Linked DNA regions of Danio rerio: region 2 is linked to region 1. The links are chromatin contacts, called in public Hi-C maps. All regions are on one chromosome and are shown on one strand. Each heading gives the region's core, a stretch centred on a gene start, on an enhancer-like site or on the middle of the called end of the contact. The rest is flanking DNA. Distances are from core to core; before and after follow the strand shown.

Evidence for each region. A called contact is a pair of places that touch in the nucleus more often than the background predicts.
Region 2: a Hi-C map of an unstated tissue shows a contact between it and region 1, with 2.9 times the contacts expected there. The contact joins two enhancer-like sites. A contact is called at or near these places in 3 of 18 Hi-C or Micro-C datasets (caudal fin, embryo and an unstated tissue).

Annotation. Positions count from the first base shown.
Region 1 is chr1:43,009,002-43,012,450 of GRCz12tu, reverse strand. The region is part of intron 2 of sod3b (superoxide dismutase 3, extracellular b); the gene reads right to left. It overlaps stox2a (storkhead box 2a), which reads left to right. Exons shown (of 4, transcript XM_001922863.9): 3 at 1-411. Among named protein-coding and RNA genes, the nearest start is that of sod3b, 10 kb to the right of the region's middle. Within about 2 kb of position 1,725, at least 10 of the 62 cell types and tissues checked have an H3K27ac peak or open chromatin away from gene starts, as enhancers often do.
Region 2 is chr1:43,157,150-43,160,321 of GRCz12tu, reverse strand. si:dkey-117m1.4 reads left to right here. Exons shown (of 9, transcript XM_021476796.3): 9 at 1,771-3,172. The coding sequence ends at 2,021. Among named protein-coding and RNA genes, the nearest start is that of ccdc149b, 24 kb to the right of the region's middle. Within about 2 kb of position 1,786, at least 8 of the 62 cell types and tissues checked have an H3K27ac peak or open chromatin away from gene starts, as enhancers often do.

The DNA of each region.
Region 1 (3,449 bases), core at 476-2,975:
TCTGGAGACCCAACAGCCACCTAACTCCACCGCTTTGTCTGCTTCTGCCCCAGCACCTACAGGCACAGAACAGGGTGCTCCCTCCACATCTGAAGCTGCTTTTGATTATTACAACGTGTCAGATGATGACGATGAGGAGGAGGTGGAGGATACCTCCCGTAAAGAGGCTGCCCCAACAGAGGCAAAGGTGCGGGCAGGAGTTGGTGAGGGTGGTGGAGGTGGTGGGACCATGCAGTGGTTGCTAGAACGAGAGAAAGAGCGGGATTTACAGCGGAAGTTTGAGACCAACTTGACTCTGCTTAGCCCTAAGGAGAGCGAGAATAATAACAGCCAGAAGTCAGCTCACTCGGCACGGCTGGACAGCATGGACAGCAGTAGTGTGACTGTAGACAGTGGGTTTAACTCCCCTCGGTAAGTACTCACTCCATAGAAAGAAAATCCTACAAGTTAGGATAAATTTAGGTGCCATATGTTCAAAGTGAGCATGTGTACAATGCATTTATTTATTGCCATACTTTTTATTTATGATCTTACTACTAAAGTCACTTTGCATAAATATTGAATGAAATATTTCGTTAATTACTAATGTCCCCACAAAATGAACTTTGATTGCATTTAATACAGCATAATTATATATGTCTATGACATAAGAGATAGGACATATATATTATTTATATAATAGTGATTCTCAACTCCAGTCCTGAATATATATCAGGTTTTTTTTATCAAATTTAAGACTTTTTAAAACCCTTTTAATACCAATATGAATGAAATTTTAGACTTATACAGGGCTAGACGCTAATGATAATTTATAATGGCCCGGTTGGGGGGATGTATTTTTTTATTATTATTATTTTTTTGCCTGCCACAAAAAAATTAAATGTAATTATTTCTTAGCGAACTACTTTAATGTGTCAAAACAAGAAAACTCTAGTTGTATACACTATTTTCAACATAATATTACTTACTTTTTAAAATGACAAGTTTAACATTGTTAAAAATATATTTATTGTGGAGGCAATAACATAAATAATCAAAAATATATATTTGTTGGCTTTTTTAGTCTAAATTGATTGAGTATAACTTCTATTCACCCTAATGTATTTCTGTTATAAAACCTTAAGTTTTATGCATATTTATATTATGTCTACTCACCCTTTATTTCTGTAAATATTTTTTGTATGAATGGAAGATAATGTAAAGGGATATATTGCTCTGTTATTATCATGAGGAAATTGTGTAATTGTTTTTAGTTTTCTTACCCTGATTTTATTAAGATGGATTGTTGGTGATTGGATGAATGTCGGCCCAATTGGGTAGCTTTACTTAAACAGAGGAAAATTAAGAACTATTCAATATCATTTAAGACATACAACACAATATTTCAGTGAACTTAAGACTTTTTTAGACCAAATTATTTTTTAATTTAAGACATTTTAAGACCTGGCGGATACCCTGATATATAGTTATATATCTCACAGTGTTTTAACTTCACCTATGATGCATATCTTTCATTTGAGACACATAATATTAGCATACAACGCAATTTTCATATACCAACTTCAACTGTGGTGTAAAGCATGATTTATCCCATTTTTCTTTGACAAGGCCACAAACCAGCGCAGACAGCCTTTAACTGGGTTTCCCAGGGCTATGTATGTGTTAGCAGAAGCCCTTTATGAGTGAGAGGGTGAGGACTTTTTTCAGCAGCTAAAAATAGACCCCTTGTGTCTGTATGACTCATTCAGAGAGATATGGCAGGGGTAGAATAACCGAGAGAGCCTACATGTTCTGCACATGTGCTTTTACTTTTTTACAATACAATACATTTACATCACAGGGAAAATCTGTAAAATCCCAGCCACTAAACTTTGTTAGTTTCCACCTGTATTTTGAATTTAGCAATGCATTGTGTTTTATTATAATAGTAGAAAATATCCATAAACTTCACGCAATTGCTAACGGTAATTTTTCTGCCGGTGATGTTTATAATCATATGATGCATATATGTGTTTTAAGCTGAATTTGCTGACTGTGAGTCTATAAATTCAGTGTATTTTACTGCCTTTATATGATCAGTACCATGTATTGATCATAAAAAGTAAAAAGCCTTGGATATTTAGTAGCGTCACATAGAGAATGATCATTATGCCAACCTCACTCAAGTTTGGAGACTTTTATCTAAGAGTTGGGCTCTGTCCACCCCATGACATCAGTCTGTACATTTAGAGTTTACTCTGTATTAATGGCTCTAAAAAGCTTACGAGACACAAGTGCCACAAATCTGCAATTTTAATACCCCCGGCTGCCCCGTCACTTACTCTAACACTCACACACACACACACGCACGCCCAATCATTCACTATTTTCTGGATGACTCATCACATTAACGATGATGTCATTCCACGGCTCCTGGAAAAACACCAGCATGGCTGTAGTGCATAGACACATTTAGTTTGTGATTGATGTGTGGTAGTAATGCAATTACACGGAGAGGGACAAGAAAAAAAAATAAATAACTTGCACGTTTCTCTATACAGCAGTGAAAAAGATTCTCTCGGGGTTCTGAGCAGTCTATTTAAAAGATTATTACTGCAAAAATGTCATATTTTTTAATTATTATATGAGAATTATTAATTAATGGTTATAATATAGTTATTATTATGCGAAACGTAAGAAAATAAAAAAAAAATTTGAAAAAGAAAACAAAAACTAACTGAAGGGGTATATACATCACACAATAAAGCAGAGATGTTAGTTAATAACAGTTAATACAATTTAAAGTAATGTTTTTTTTGTTATAATAATTATAATATTTTTAAATATTATTAAATAAAGTAGGAAATTACCCATAGCAACCTTAATGTAATACAATTTGGTACATTTATCTTCGGCCCACGGCTCATAATGATATTTGTTTTTTGGTGCTTCATATGAAAATGTTTGTGCACATCTGCATTAAAGAAAGATTAGATAATTTACAAATTTCAGTTGTTTTTAAAGCCTTTTTTGTAAAAGAGCTAGAAATAGCTTTAAAGTAATTCTGCTTTTCAGTAAGGTTTTTTGGTTTGTAAATTTACATTTATGTATATAAAGTTTTGTTAATAGGATAAGAAGATATATTATTTATTTTAATGTAAAGGTTCTATTTTGTAATTAATAAAACATAGTAAGGAAAAGTATTTTATCAACATCCTCAGTTACAAAAAGGGAAAGATCTTTCCAAAGCAAATTAAAATAACTGCTTTGCTAAATTAAGTGATCTAGGGGGTCATGGTGTTGCTTACAAAAGAAACAAAAATGTCATCATTTACTAAACAATGTGTCATTCCAAACCTGTAGGACTTACTTCTTTTAATATATTTACAATGAAGTAAGGTTGTCGCGTTACCATTAATTCATGTTACGATACTATGCCAGCAGAAGTATCATGATACCAAGTAATGTTC
Region 2 (3,172 bases), core at 537-3,036, 150 kb before region 1:
GTCACATTTACATATTTAGTTTTGAACCAAAATTTTGATTTTTACCCAGGCCATCTTCAAACACAGCACAGCTATTGCTCATTTATCTTAGTGTAAAAGTGTTTATGAGTGTATGTGTGTGTGTGTGTGTGTGTGTGTGTGTGTGTGTGTGTGTGTGTGTGTGTGTGTGTGTGTTTGTGTATGTGTGGGTGTGAGCAAGGTGTGTGTCAGTGAGTAGGATTGTAAGACTGTGAAGGAGTAAGCGTGTAGATATATGTGTGTGTGTGTGCATTTCTTTTGTGACATATACACTCATCGGCCAATTTATTAGGTACACCTTACTAGTACCGGGTTGGACCCCCTTTTGCCTTCAGAACGGCCTTAATCCTTTGTGGCATAGATTTAACAAGGTACTGGAAACATTCCTCAAAGATTTTAATACATATTGACATGACAGCATCATACAGTTGCTGCAGATTTGTCAGCTGCACATCCATGATGTGGATTTCTCGTTCCACCACATCCCAATTGACTGTGGAGGCCGTTTGAGTACAGTGAACTAATTGTCATGTTCAAGAAACCAGCCTGAGAAGATTCACGCTTTATGGCTTGCTGCGTATCCTGCTGTAGGTAGCCATCAGATGATGGGTACACTGTGGGTAGGCTGTGGCAGTGACACAATGCGCAATTGGTACTAAAGGGCCCAAAATGTGCCAAGAAAATATCCTCCACACCATTACACCACCACCACTAGCCTAAACCATTGATACAAGGCTTGATGGATCTACTCTACTTTCATTTCTTTTTTTTTGTTGATGCCAAAATCTGACCCTACCATCTGAATGATGCAGCAGAAAACGACACTCATCAGACCAGGCGATCTATTGTCTAATTTTCTATTGTCCATTCCAATCTTCTATTGTCTAATTTTGATAAGCCTGTGCAAATTTCCTGTTCTTAGATGACAGGAGTGGCACCTGGTGTGATCTTCTGCTGCTGTAGCTTATCTGCCTCAAGGTTGGATGGTTGTGCGTTCAGAGATTATAATCTGCATACCACGGTTGTAGTGAGTGGTTATTTGAGTTGAGCTGGAACCAGTCTGGCCATTCTCCTCTGACCTCAACAAGGCATTTGCGCCCACAGAACTGCTGCACACTGGATATTTTCTCTTTCTCTGACCATTCTCTGTAAACCCTAGAGATGGTTGTGCATGAAGATCCCAGTAGATCAGCAGTTTCTGAAATACTCAGACTAGCCCGCCTGGCACCAACAACCATGCCACATTCAAAGTCACTTAAATCACCTTTCGTCCCCATTCTGATGCTCGGTTTGAACTGTAGCAGTTCGTCTTGACCATGTATGTCTACATGCCTAAATGCATTGAGTTGCTGCCATATGATTGACTGATTAGAAATTTGCGTTAACGAGCAGTTGGAAAGGTGTACCTAATAAAGTGTCCAATGAGTGTATTAGGACAGTATAATAACATTACTATGACATATGTATTACACAAGGAAAAGGTAATTTATGTAGACACTGCCTATGCCCCCATTTTTCGAAAGGCTTATTAAATGTAATATAAAAACTAATTTCCTGTAAGGGGTAGGGCTGTTTAAAAAAAAAAAAAAAAACAGTCTATTTTACAGTATAAAAACCTTTAAGCATATGGATCGTCCTCGCAATTCACAAAAACAAACCTGTGTGTGTTTGTGTGTGCCTGAGGGAATGGGAGTCTCTCTGTAGTGTTTGTACAGGACTAATGATTAACATGCATTCTCCTCTCACTCTCAGGTAAACGTGGTGTACTGAAGCGGCCTTGGTCTGAAGCGGAGCGGGCAGCTGTCGAGACCCACCTGGTGCAAAACATCATGGAGCTGCGTGTGCCCGCCAAAGCAGACTGCGAGCGGTGCCTGGAGCTCTGCCCTCTTCTGGTCACCAACCACCGTGACTGGAGGGCTGTTAAATTCTACTGCCACAACCGAATACAGCTGCTGAAGAAAAGCCAGCAGAGGCAGAGTCCACCTTTGCTGTCCGTCTGCTGAGAGCCTAGTGGTCAAGAAAAAGCAGATGTAGATAAAAGACGTTAAGAGGTGCTAATCGAAAATATCCATATGCTACAGTCACAGTACCAATGCTTTAATTAATGTGATGCTGATTTTGTGTTCAGTGTGTGTAAAAGGGAAAAAAGGTACGATGTCAGACTGAATGCACACTTGTCTTGTGTACTTTTTGAAAATACTGTTGCAGCTACAATGAAAGAACACTAACTTTTTATTTATCTGCACATTACCGAAACGTGTTTGTTTTTTCCTTCCTCTTTTGCTGGCTTTAATGTAGATGATATTTGAAAGTCTAAATGGCTTTGTTTTATGGAACCAGATCAGTCTCAAAAACAATACATTTACAAATGATTACGTCCACAACACAAGTCACATTTACAAAATCCAATTTGTAAGTTTAAAACCCAATTCGTAAATACACAAATCCAATTCGTAAATTTAAAACACGATTATAAATACACAAATCTATTTCGTAAATTCAAAACACGATTCGTAAAAACAAATCTAATTAATACATTCAATACACAAAGCGTAAATATACAAATGCAATTCGTAAGTTCAAAACACGATTCGTAAATACAAAAACCCAATTCATAAATTCAAAACACAAATACGAAAATACACAAATCCAATTCATAAATTCAAAACACGATTCGTGATACAAAAACCCAATTCATAAATTAAAAAAACGATTTGTAAATACACATCCATTTTGTAAACTCAAAGCACGATTAGTAAATACACAAATTCAATTCGTAAATTCAAAACACGATTCGTAAATGCACAAATCCAATTCGCAAATTCAAAAAATGAATTGTAAATACACAAATCCATTTCAAAAACTCCAAACACGATTAGTAAATACATAAATCCAATTCGTAAATTCAAAACACATTTAATTAATACAAAATCCAATTCGTAAATTCAATAAACGATTCGTAAATACACAAATACAATTCGTAAATTCAAAACACGATTAGTAAATACACAAATCCAATTCGTAAATTCAAAACACGATTAGTAAATACACAAATCCAATTCGTAAATTCAAAACACGATTTGTAAATACACAAATCCAATTCGTAAATTCAAAACACGATTAGTAAGTACATAAATTCAATTCGTAAATTCAA